Linked DNA regions of Mus musculus: region 1 is linked to region 2. Evidence: chromatin contacts called from public promoter capture Hi-C data. All regions are on one chromosome and are shown on one strand. Each heading gives the region's core, a stretch centred on a gene start, on an enhancer-like site or on the middle of the called end of the contact. The rest is flanking DNA. Distances are from core to core; before and after follow the strand shown.

What was found. Promoter capture Hi-C pulls out the DNA fragments that hold promoters and counts their contacts.
Region 1: a promoter capture Hi-C map of liver shows a contact between it and region 2, with 5 times the contacts expected there. The contact joins the promoter of Esam here to the promoter of Fam118b in region 2. A contact is called at or near these places in 3 of 39 promoter capture datasets (liver and pre-B cells) and 1 of 9 other capture datasets (adipose tissue).

Annotation. Positions count from the first base shown.
Region 1 is chr9:37,525,800-37,532,402 of GRCm38.p6, forward strand. Esam (endothelial cell-specific adhesion molecule) reads left to right here and starts at 2,290. Exons shown (of 7, transcript NM_027102.3): 1 at 2,290-2,491; 2 at 5,689-5,876. The coding sequence starts at 2,422. It also overlaps a transcript of Msantd2 not described here.
Region 2 is chr9:35,263,133-35,269,593 of GRCm38.p6, forward strand. It overlaps Fam118b (family with sequence similarity 118, member B), which reads right to left and starts at 4,673. Exons shown (of 8, transcript NM_194257.2): 1 at 4,591-4,673. It overlaps Rpusd4 (RNA pseudouridylate synthase domain containing 4), which reads left to right and starts at 4,749. Exons shown (of 7, transcript NM_028040.2): 1 at 4,749-4,946; 2 at 5,270-5,435. The coding sequence starts at 4,758.

The DNA.
Region 1 (6,603 bases), core at 1,040-3,539, 2.3 Mb after region 2:
AAAGAAGACAATAGGCTGTCAGGTAACATTGACATTGAGCATTGTCTCAGACAAGGGGACTGACTAAGACCATAAGCCTTGTAACAGATCCAGGAGGGAGAGAGGCCCTTTTAGTCAAGCTTTGTTTTGACTTCTGGAAAATTTTTAAGTTAAATTGTTTTTATGTGTGTGAGTGTCTTGCCTCCGTGTATGTATATGTACCTACCACATGCGTGGAGGTCAGAAGCATCAGGTTTCCTAGTATTGCAATTATGGATGGTTGTAAACCACCATGTGGATGCTGTGAATTAAACTTTTGTCCTTTGCAAGACCAACACGTCCTCTTGACTGGTGTGAGAAATCTTTCCAGCCCAAATATAAATTCTTTCTAAGATCGTACATGAAGTGTGGTTGAGAGAAACCTATGATGAACCTACCTTGCACTCATCCAATGTTTAGGTTTCGACTTCCTCGGGGTCAGAAGTGGTTAGAATAGGGGACAATGAGGAAAATTCAGGCGTAAAAGCCTGTGAATTCTTCTGTGCCATAGGGACAGTCACTCTCCTTAGGTCCTTAGCTGATTATGTAACAGAGATTTTGGGAAGCAGCTCTTGGGCAGGGATGGACACACCTGTGTCATCAGACGCTTCAGTGTCACTAGGCAAGAGCCAAAGCTTTGTACTTCCTTTTCCTGGGAGGAGTTATTCATTTGGAGTGACAACGTGGTCCAGGCAACAGATGAAGGGTGTTTGAAAGAGGTACTTATGGGACTGGAGACATGGCTTTGGGGTTAAGGGTAAGGATCTTCCGCAGCATTGGGGCTTGATTGCATCTTCTCATAGGGCAGCTCAGAATCCAGGGGATCCGACACCCTCTTCTGGCCTCTACAGGCACTGCACACGTGGTGCAGACACATGCAGGCCCATACACACTTTTTAAAAAATGTTTTTAGTATTCTCAAATCTAGAAAAATCTGATAGGCAAGGAAAACCAAGACAGCCCATCCCTAACATCACCTTTTGACAGTACAAAGTTTGAAAGCTGAGCTGCCAAAGAGGTAGATTCCATAGATGTCAGGGGCAGTCTAGTGTTTGTATAGGCATTTCGTAGAGCCACTGCATGACTGGTATTTGAAGAGGAGCCAGGCTGGGGCTCTTTAGGTAGGAAAAGCCATTGCACAACACTGGAGCTGATGGGGTGTGTAGAGATGAGGAGGCCAGGCTGCCTCTACTGCCTGACAGTTCTGCTCCCTCGGAACAGGCCACGTCAGACATTCGTGGCTATGCCTTCTGTCCTGCGCAGCAAAGCCCTGCCCAAATACTTGAAGCATATTTTTATTTATTGGCTGTTAGGCTGGAACCGGTGCGTTCCCCCTGCTGAAGCAGCCCGGGCCATCAGGGGGCGCAGAGGTGCCGCCACCCCCATCCCCGCCCCCAATGACATGGGTGGGGTGTGGGGTTGAAATTAAATTCACAGCGGAAAGATCTAGTCCTGGGAATTAAAGGATCAGAACTGGCCTAAGCCGTTCACTACAAGGATGGGCGGTTGCGAAGACACCAGCGGCTGTACAGAAGGGAAAGACATTATTTATATCCCGTCCTCCTGCAGCTGCTCCCTCCTCCCTGGTCAGCATTAAGCCTGTGACTGTTGCCTCAGTTTCCTGCTCACCTCCCTTGTACCAGGTCTTCCGTGTTTTCATGAGGCAAAGGTCCGAGACTCCCCCCAGACCCCCATACACTCCGCCTCGGGCCTCGGTTTCTGGAACTCTGGAGAACCAGCCCCTCTCTAGCCTTAGGAGCAGGAAGGCCTGTGGCGTCAGGGCTATGTTGGATGTCTTCCCCAGAAGCCTCGGGCCTGAACCGGGCGGAGAGAGGTGTGGGCTAATAAAGTTCGAATCCCCATTTCAGCGGCTGCTCCTAACCCAGCTGAACCCACACTACACAACGTGGGGGCTCCCCTCTTCCTCCGAGAAGGCTGCTCTGCTTTGATTCGGGATGCCGCACGCCAGGCTTGGAGCGGCCGTTCTGACCCCAGATACAGGGCTTTTATTGTCGGGTCGGGGTCACTTCTTAAATTTAGGTTAGTCCCCCCGCCCCCATTCCTCCTTTTTCACCCTCTATTCCTGACACCTGCCCTGGAGGTATGAGGTAGAGGCCGGCGGATCCGGCTGTTTGAGCCTGGGGAGAGCTCTCTTCCCCCGCTGCGAGTCACTAGCGCGCCGCGCCCGGCAGGACGGTGACCTCTCCACCCCTTTGAATGCCCCGCCCACTGTCCAGTCGGTCTCCACCCCACCTCCCCATCCGCACACCCGCTGACTTGGGTTGGAGCCACCCTGGTCAGTAGCCTGGTTCCTGTGCACATTCGGGTTGCCGCCGCTCACCCACAACACCTGTAGACACCGTGTGTCCAACTCTCCCTGAGTACTCCGGGCCAAGGAGGGCCATGATTCTTCAGGCTGGAACCCCCGAGACCAGCTTGCTGCGGGTTTTGTTCCTGGGACTGAGTACCCTTGGTGAGTCAAACACCGGGTCTGGAGGGCTTTGATCAGGTAAATCTGATCCTAGGGGAGGACTTTAGAGAGTGGGTTTGAAGGGATTTTTGTTTGACATTCTTGTCTTTCCTCATTACTCTCCACTTCTGGACATCACTGGTTGGTGCTACACTTTCTGCCTTCTATGGCTAGAACGGCTTCCAGCTTTGGTGTGGTGTGTGGTGTTGGGGAGGGGGATAAAGGCATCTCCAGCCAAGACCTCTGGGATGAGTTAAGGCAGTTATTCCTGTCTACTCTCTACCCCCACTCATCACAGCTGGATAAGCTGAGGCACTGGATGAGACAGTGACTAAAGGCTTAAGGACTTAGTTCCAGTCCCCCCTCCCCGCACCCCTCATTCAAGCTGATGTGAAAGATCCCTGAGGGAATGCCTGGTCCTCAGTCTTGACGCAAGTACTTCAAGCAGTACTTCACGTCCCAGCATTTCCCCACCAAGCTCTTTTCTTTCCTTCCTGCTTCCTGCCCTGGAAATCAAAGGAGATGCCCCCAAAGCCTGACCATGAGGTCATTTGGACACAGGAAATTCGGGAAGAGGTCAGTTGCTCAGACTCCAGCACACAGCCTACCATCAGGTCTACCATCGTCCTTATCTTTTCTCAGATCCAAAGGAACAAGGAAAATAGGGAGAGGGTGCCAAAGGGTCCAAGAGGAAGGGGACCTCCTGAAACAAGTGTTTGGGTGAGCTCTCCAGGACAACTATCTTAAGCAGGAGCTGGAGGTGGCCCACCCAGTACTATATCTGGAGAGAAATGACTCAGTAGGAACTAAGTCCCTTATAAGCTATTCCCCAGGCTGTTTTGCTCTCTGGGTTTAGAATCCTCGCTTTAACTTCTTCCTTGGGCTAGAGGATGTCAGAGCAAGTAAGACCTGGAAGAATGTAGAGTAGATTCAGTGACATTGATGGGGATCTCCCTGCTCCCACCCATGGTTTCTTTCGGCCTGGTCTGTGTCCTAGTGGTGTTGAGGGCATGAGATCTTAGGTTCCCAAATATGAGTCTCAGAGCTTCTGTGCCCTTCCCTCCAAAGCTTGGAGTGTTTCCTGTGCCTTCAGCTTCTCAGCTCTGCTTTTGCACCTTCAACCTCAGCTTCTGTTTCTTTTCTGCATTCTTCCTCAGCTTGGCCCTTACTGTGTTGGAGAGGGCAATGTCAGCCTCCAAGCAAGGGAGGAAAAACCTATATTGGCTGCCTGAACATCACAGGCATCCTCTGTAGGTCACCCGTGGCCCCTCCTTTTTCTCTTTCAGCTTTTGAGTTTGATTTTGTCATATCAAAGATCCAGAGCCTAAAATGCTACTAATAATGCCACGAAGGTTGCCCTTCTTGGCCTCTGGAGGGTTAAATGCACTCGCTGCTCCTGGGGAAGGCACAAGGCAACCCTCCCCCCCCCCCATGTGCTCTTTCGTGGCTCAGAACTGTCCCTGGAGCGTGAGAAGCCCACAAAGGGAGTTTCTCAGAGAAATAGGGAAACTAAAAATAGTAGCCCTGGGGAGAAGGGCCCATTCGCTCTGCTTAGGCCCTTGGCTCTCTCCTTCTGGTCTTAGATTGGGCTGAACGATGCTATTCTTGAGCAGCTCCGGAGTCCTTCACTGGAACCCAGGGACTCCCCATTTTTCTCCTTGCGGCACCCAGTCACAAAAAGATTTGATCAGTTAGGGGATTCTTCCGTTTCAAGTGACTCTAGAGCAGAGAGCTGGGAAATCCCAGGAGTCCCTTGCTCACCTCGAAGCAAGGGTGTACATGCTGCAACTCACCTCCCACTCCCAGCCCCTGCCCCTCGCTTTGCAAACTGCAAGTGCAAAACCTGGAAGAGGCAGCTAGAACACTCTTGGGGAGGGAAGCTGAAGTCTATCTGATAAAGACATGTTTCCCTCCTTACTGGCCTTACCCCAAGAAGGCTAGGAAGGTGCGCCTGGCGGTAGCGGAACAACCTGCAGGCAGAGTCCCTGGAGGGAAGTGGACCTTCTCAAGGCCGGGTTGTTTTTGCCTGCAGAGCCTCCGGTCTAACGGGCCGGGCTTCATTGTCTTCTGCCTTATCGGCGGGCGCAAGTTTCCTGCTCCGACTGCAGGGATCCGCCAGGAAATGTCAGGGGTGGGGGGTGCCACGAAGGACAAGGAGTAGGGGTGGGAGCCTTGGTTAAGACGCGGCCGGGAAGCGATGGGGGAGGCGCGCATCCTGGCTCGGTAGGGTTCTAAGTCTCCCCAGCCTTCCGATTGGCTTTGCTGGCGCAGATGGTCTGGGGCCTCCGAGCCTCGGCTGCCCGCTCACCTTCTCCAAGGTGGCAGCTTGTCCTGCGTGCAGAGTGCTATGATCCAGGAAGAGCAGGGCCCAGGAAGAGAGCTGCTGGTGTCACCAGGCTCCGCTTTGTGCTAATCCAAAGTCATTTTCCAAAAGGCTTTAGCACTTGGCACTGGAGTGTCATCAGTGTCCCCCTAACCGAAAGGGACACTCCCTTTCCTATCCCCAACGCATGCTGGGGAAGCTTTGTACTTGTGGGAAGAATGTCCTCAACTCTCATCCTGACACTTCCTACAATTCAGTGGCATTTCGCTTTGATAGTCAGGACCCCCAAAAGTGTTCTTGAGGGTTTGGCTGAGTCTCAGGCGTGCGTTTCCCTAGGGTAGCCGACTCAGTGGGACTGAGCCAAGGCCTGGGATTCTCCTAGTCACCAGCAGGCGCTGGAGCTGAGGGCTGGCTCCCGGAGTTCAGAGGGAGCCGCGCGGTTAATGAGTAACTACGTAGCGATCTGCCATCCAGTTGCGAGCTCGGGCTTGAAGAGTCTGGGTGACCTGGCCTGGCATCTCCATTCTCCCTTGCCACCAAGGAGACTGGAGGAGCAAGTGTGTGCCGTGGGGGTGTGGGTCAAAACCAGGTCTGCTTTCCCTTCTGGAATCGCCCTTCTGGAGGTGAATCTGCTCAGACTCTGTACCTCAGGATTAGAATGATTACATAGAAATGTGGTTCCGTCCCTACTCTGAACACTAATAGACGTCGGAGTGAGGAGAAGCAGGACCCTGGGAAAGAGGTCTCCGGGGCACGGCTCCAGGCTTTGTTCTCCAGGGACAGGTTTTCCCCTCAAGCGACGGAAGTTAGGCAGGCTCCTTCGGCTGACTAGGGAACCCACCCTAGGAGCTTACCACCTCCTTGCTCTCTCTTTCAGCTGCCTTCTCCCGAGCTCAGATGGAGTTGCACGTGCCCCCGGGCCTCAACAAATTGGAAGCGGTAGAGGGAGAAGAAGTGGTGCTCCCCGCCTGGTACACGATGGCACGGGAGGAGTCGTGGTCCCACCCCCGGGAGGTGCCCATCCTGATCTGGTTCTTGGAACAAGAAGGGAAGGAACCAAACCAGGTGAGGGGAAAATCTTAGCCAATGACAACTGAGGGGTGTAGGGATGAGCTGGCAGAGAATATAGGGAAGAGAAGACGGCCTATATCAGTGTTGGTTCTCATTGTGGATCCCAGTACACGAAACTGAGGTAAAAGTGCCAGTGGGGGTGGGGTGGGGTGGGGTGGGGTGGTGGGGCGGGGCCTAGGGTGAGACTGAGGATAGAAGAAACACGGTGTGAGTAAAACAAAACCTTTTTCTTTTTTGGTCTTATACTATATACCCAGCTGGCCTCAAAACTCACAGAGGCATGTCTGCCTCTGCTTCCTGAGTGCTGAGATTAAAGGCAGGGGACACCGTCCCTGCATCACCAACTTAAAAAGCTTCCCATGTTGTGAGCTGACATCTTCTGGGCTTGAGATTGTCAAGTACAGGCCACATCTCTTCCTGGATCCATCTGCCATTATCAGCCCTCCTCCTCCTCATGTTTGTGTAGAGTGGGCTTGTACAGGCCATGGTGCTAGTACAGAGTTCAGAGATAAACTTTCAGGAGTCACTTCTTTCCTTCTATCTTTATGTGACTTCCAGGGACTGAACTCAGATCATTAGCCTTGGTGGCAATGCTTTTTTTTTTTTTTCCCAACAATGAGCCATCTTGCCAGCCACAAATCCCTAAATTCTTTCTATCTGTGAAAGACAGTATGGGCCCCTGCCATTACTTGGCAGCTCTGGTCCTCCACTACACAGGAGT
Region 2 (6,461 bases), core at 3,423-5,922:
TGCATCACCTTTGATTTTAGTTTTTACTTTTTCTAAATAGGCAGGCCAAGACTGTGCGCAGTCTCACACAACAGAAAAAAACCTGCTATGCTCACACTTTTAGAAAACCACTGTACTAGAACACATAGGACCTCTAAGTAGAAACAGCCAAGAGTAATTAGTAGGGGCATACGCACAGCAAATAAGAGACCAAGCTGAGAAAAACATCTTCATCATCATCGGTTTTCAGTAAGGACCTTGAATGTGCAATGTGGTCATACTGTCTTAGGGTAGAGGGTAGGGATGTACCTCCTCAGTCTTTGGTGTTACTGGGCTGGAGCCTGGACAGACTGTCTCCTAGGCTAGTAGACTTGCATGGACCATCTCTAGCACTCTCTAGTGACATAGCTACTTCTTCCACGCTTCATGAAATGACAAAGTCCAGGAAGCACTAGTTCCAGCTACACCTTCGGGATCATTGGTCAAAAGCTAGATAAAAGTATGAGGCAACAGAACAGGGGAATTTCTTAGAAGTGCTGGTCTGTGGCTGGGTATGGCTGGGTGTGGCAGCAGGCCTGTAATCCTAGCACTCAGAAGACTGATTCACAAAGACTTCAAGGCTAGTCTGTTAAGTTCTAGGATAGCATGGACTTCATAGTCTTAAAAAAACAAATAAATACAAAGAAAGAAAAAAGATGCTTTTAAAAAATAATTACTAGCCAGGCGGTGGTGGCGCACACCTTTGATCCCAGCACTTGGGAGGCAGAGGCAGGCGGATTTCTGAGTTCAAGGCCAGCCTGGTTTACAAAGTGAATTCCAGAACAGCCAGGGCTATACAGAGAAACCCTGTCTCGAAAAACCAAAATAAATAAATAAATAAATAAATAATAATGATTATTATTACTATTCACATCCACAACCTACCTTATAAAGTTATAGGATTCTCTTCTTTTATAGAAACAGGGTCTCACTATGCTGGCCTGGAGTTCACTATGTAAACCATGTGGGCCTCAAACTCACAGAGATGTACCTGCCTCTGCCTTCCAAGTTCTGGAATTAAAGGTGTGTGCCCCTAACACCTGGCCTAGGAAGTCTTTTTTAAAATTGTGTGTGTGTGTGTGTGTGTGTGTGTGTGGCATGTGTGACACAGGAAGCACATGGACGTCAGAAGGCAACTTTATGGAGTAGGTTTTCTCCTTGCACCTTTATGGAGTTTGGGAGACCAAACACCTTCACAGGCTGAGCCACCTCAACAACGCCCACTTGGGAAACACAAATATCAACTCAGTAGAGTGGAATGGGGGTGAGATGCTAGGGAGAAACAAAATCTAGATTCATTGTGTTGGTGCTAAATACATTCAAGGTCAGTCTGAAACAAACTTCATTTGTTAAGGTCAAAAGAGAGGCTGTGAAGTGCTCTTTGATAACCTTTAAAGGTATACTTAGAGTTGTATAAAAAAGATCAAATGTTAAATGATTAAAAAAAAAAAAAAACAAAAAACCAAAACTACCTGTCAAGTTCACAGCAACTTAATGGGGGCTAGCTCAGTATCACCAAGCTCCCAGAACTACACTTTCCAGGAAATCACCACGAGTTCTTGCTAATCACTTCTCTTCATCTCCCTAAAATCATAAAACACCGTCCAAGTACTTCCTGCTCTCAGGCAAATGGAATCCCTAGTTAATCTAAAACTGGCAAATCGTTGTTTCAGGAGCACAACTTAGCATTCTGCAACTAACCAGTCTTCCAAGGTGCTTAAAGTTCCTCATTGATCAGTTATTGTCTATATTTATAAAATACTAAGGCAGCTTTTGTGCTTTTCTATAGGATAGCAAACATCTTTTAAAAGTTCTTTTTAAAAGTTATGCTTAAAATTTTTTGTTACATTTATTTATTGTATGTGTTCGTGCCTCCATGCGCTCAGTGCATACAAACACATGAGGTGAAAAAACAAGTAGAGAACAAGTCAGTTCTCCTGCGTGTGACTCAAGCTGTAGGCTTGGTGGCAAGTACCTTTACAAGTTGAACCAACAATCAGGTTCTTTATGTAGTTATGTAAATAAGCTGTGTTTGACTAGATCTGTAAAAGTGATGGCCCAGTAACAATGTTTCCTTCCTTGGGCTGAAGAAAAAAAAAAAAGTTTGGACAAGAGGTGTTTCTAATCAAAAAGACAAGATGAAATTGGTCAGGAAGTAGACAATGCCCCAAATAGCTCTGGTTGGAATTTCTCAAATGAGGAAGAGGAAAAGAATACGGGTTTGAAGGAAAGAAGGAAGTGGGTGCATGAACTGTTTTGTTTTGACACAGTCTCTCTATGTAGTCCTGGCTATCCTGGAATTTGCTATGTAGAACAGGCTTAACTCATGAAGATCCCCCTGCCTCTGTCCCTGAGGGCTGGGACTAAAGGCATGTCCTGCCACACTAGGCCCTAACTCGACTTTAAACTGTGAAATGCCATGATTCATGGGAGAAGCACTAAGGAATCCGTAACTTTTGTAATCAAATGAAGAGATAAACAGCAAACCTGAAATCTTTAAATTCTTCCTAGAAAATCTCGGACTAAGCCTTTTCCTCCCAGTGACTGTTGTCTTTATTTTCAGGCATTATAGAGTGTGCCTACAACTAAGATCACAGCTTTGTGTTGCTAACAATGACATCTGAGTTGTTTTGTTTCATTTTGTTTTTCTTTCTTTCCTGCCAAAGAAGGCCAATTCTGTAAAAACAAATGTTAATTCTTGAACAGTGCAAAAAAGGTAAAAGTATAAATATTTTTCTCGAAATTCTTCCAAACCATAAAGGTTCCATACCTAATATAGGAGTGTAATTAATGTAATGATGTGATTTTAAATCCTGATGTTCATGTCTTGGGAAAAGGGGCTTTCATGTGACTAACACGTGATCCTCAGCAGTTCAGAGACATTAGAACATGGAACTGGAGCTTATCAGAAAGGATAATTCTTTTAGAGTGGAATTTCTCAAATTTTATATAGGTGTTCTACTTGTGAATTTATTGGTGAGAGGGGACAAAGCCACTAATAGAAGAAACAGTGTTTCCCAAACTGTTCCCATGGAACTACATCCAGATCACTTATCTTATTACAGAAATACAGACAAGTCTTCCCACCATTCTCTACCTTCGTTCTTCACGTCAAAAAAAAAAAAAAAACTGACAGAAATATAACTGTTCAAAATGTTCATAAACAGACTGGGTGTGTGGGGGTGTAGTCTTTTATTCTAGCACTAGGGAAGCAGAGAAAAAGGTCCATGAATTGGAGGCTAGTCTGGTCTACAATGTGAGACCTTTAAGACAGACAGACAGACAGACAGACAGAAAGCAAACAACAACCCAACCTAACTCAGAATCACTGCAGCCACATAAAATATTTGTGAGCTTACTATATTAACAGGTTTGGGGATGAAAGAAGTCCTCCAGTAATTCACATCACACCTTGACTGTATAGCTGGTAATTCACATTTCAAGGACAGTACTTAGCAGGGGGGAAAAGACCGCGGAATGGGACGGGGCTTCATTAATGATCATCTACATTACAGCAGCCTAGTTGGTTTCCCGGATATACTTTCCTTTTTGATCTGTCCTGCTTTGTATTGCCACATTCCTCTCTACAATACCACTTGCAAGGGATTTCTCAAGAAGTTTCAAAGATCCAACTATCACATGAAGTTTAAATTCTTCAACTTCTAGTCTTCTGAGGCTATTCACCTGTTCAACTGTTTCACATGTGGTTTCCTTCTGCTAATTCATTTTGGAGGGAGAAACACCCAAGCCTAATTCAACTATTCATTCTCTAACTGAAATGCAATCTGGCTATCTTGAGGGAAGAGTCACTAGTTCTCACGACATCCCTTCAGCATCAGCTTCCCCAGCAAACGGCATGCGCATCCCAAGGTGTTTTCGAGATTACCATTCCAAAACAGCTGTTCATATTCCCAGCTGCCCTTTGGCGATAGGAGAGTCGTCGTTTGCAGTTCGGGAGTCTCTTGTAGGAAAGGGAGAGAGAGAGAGAGAGGGTTCGACGGTTTCAAGCTATGGAAGGAAAGACTAAAGGAGGCAAAGGGGGAAAAGCTCTTTACTTTCCTTGGGAAGAGTAGATAAGGGAAGAAAGAGGAGACCCCAAGAAACGAACTCTAGAGAAAGGTCAGTATAAACCCGTAGCGCTCTCGAGGTAGGACGTATGGGGCGGGGGTCCTGGATGAAGGAAAAGAACCGTCATCTTCGGGAGGACTGGCTACAAACAACGCGAAACAAAGGGGTTGGCAGTCGCAAAGCGGGAGGTTGGAATATGAGAGATCTGGGGATCTCCGGAGGACGAGCGGCAAGAAAACGAGAAAGAACACCACACGTCCCTCTGAGGACCCGCCGAGGACCTGGTTGCTAAGAGGGACCAGACAGGTGCCGGTAAAGACTGAGGAGCAGCCAGCTTCACTTCTAAGGACGCGGGGGCGGGGAAGTGTTTCTGCGTGGAGTCGTGCCCCGAAGCGAGACACGCTTGCCAGGGCAGTGCTCTCCAAGAATGGAGATCCGGGCCATGCGAAAACCGTTGGGGCACCGGCATTTCCCAGCCCTCGCCTGGCTTCCCCACACACTCACCGCGTCTGCTCCAAACGCCACCGCTCCAGCTGCAGCTACCGGCCGGCGCAGCCGCACTGAGCGCGCACCGCCCCACGTGACCCGTAGGCTACCTGCCCACGTGATCAGCAGGGCCCACCCCCCCCCCCTTCCTCCTCTCCGCGCTGTCCGGCCCCGCCCTCGCCAAGATGGCCGCGCCCTGCTTGCGTACGCCTGGTGTCCAGCTTTTGAGTATGAGTTCGCGTCCCGGGAGATTGTTCACTCCCGGCTCCTGGTCGTTTTGTTCCAGCGCTACTTCCTCTAGGCCCCTGAATGCTCAGAGATTGGCAGAGAAGCTCCGAGCCCAGAAACAAGAGCAAAAGGCAAAGGAAGTGCGGGTGAGTCTAGAGAGACTCAACTTCCGAGAAGCGATGCTCTCACGGCTTTCTTAGGTGTGGGGTGTGGTAGGCAGGTCCTGTAACAGCAAGTACATCAATGTTGAGAATATTCTGTGTGGTAGTCGGAATACCGCACTTTTGCTACTGCCAGACCCACCGCGTGGGTATGCAGATAAGACAGATGGCTATGTATGGTCCCAAAGGAAACATGAGTCAAATTATACAGTACAGTCATTCCACGGATTTCCACCTAAATCGCACTTAAGGCCATTCCCAGCGCTTCACTCCTTCATTAAGCTTTTTCCACCTTTCTCTTTCCTTAGGTGCCTACAAACCCCGTTCAGCGGAGAGTGCAGGAACTAGTGCGATTCACACAGCAGCTGCAGCGAGTTCACCCCAATGTGCTTGCTAAGGAACTGAGCCGAAGGATTCTCCACCAGGACAACGACCTCGTGGTCATTAATAAACCCTATGGTCTCCCTGTCCATGGTAAGAGCCATGTGGGCTAAGGAGAGAAACCTGCTGCTGCTTCCTCTTCCATCTAGGGTCACCCCTGAAGCTTTATTCATGAGACACTCTTGAATTCAAGTTAATTAAACCTTATTATCCCATGTATGTGACTACTGGTAACAAACCAGTGTCTAGTCCCCACTTGCAGATACCTGACAGTGAGCTGTATGCAGCCTCCCACAGGAATTATTGCAGAGAGATACAGAAGCTCAGTTCTGCACTGTGGGCTGTGTACAGCCACCCACAAGAATCGATGCGGAGAAATACAAAAAGTTACTTGCTAACTGTTATTTTCCATCAAAGTGGTTAAAACAAAACAACAACGAAAAAGGAGTTGGGAGCCAGTGTGCGACTGCCGCCCCAGGTCTAGGGGAGGATCCGGTGTTCATGTTCAGATCAGTCTCAGCAGCAGCAAAACTTCATTTCAAAATGAGAGAGGTAGAGAGACAAGGCTGGGAAGAGGAAATAATACACACGGTTGCGGTACACAGTAACCCCAGAGGGACTGGAACTTAATAGATGTCCTGATGCTGCTGAGTGTTCTGATGGGGGACGGCTGAAGTGAGTCAGAATTGAAAGGGAAAAAAAAAAAAAAAAAAAAAAAACATTTGTCAAAGGTCTGCAGGAGGAAAGTAAATATTTTAGCAAAAAAAAAAATATTTTAGTTGGAATAAATCACTCCTTTGGTGGCAGTTCCTCTAGGTTTCGTAACGAGTTCTTGCCTTACTATTTATTCTCTGCTTAAGTTTCTAGTTGTTGAGGATAATTTGTTTCGGGTATTTATATTTTATAGATAACAAAGCTGGAAAGGTCAGATGGTGAATACAAATAGTAAAATCCAGGGATGTCTGATCTTAGCCCATCATCTTTTTTGTTTGTTTGTTTTGTTTTGAGAAGGGGCTTTGTATAGCCCTGTCTGTCCTGTAACTAACTCTGTAGGCTTTGAGCTCATAAAGATCTCACTGCCTCTGCCTTAGGAGTGCTAGGATCAAAGGCATGCACCGC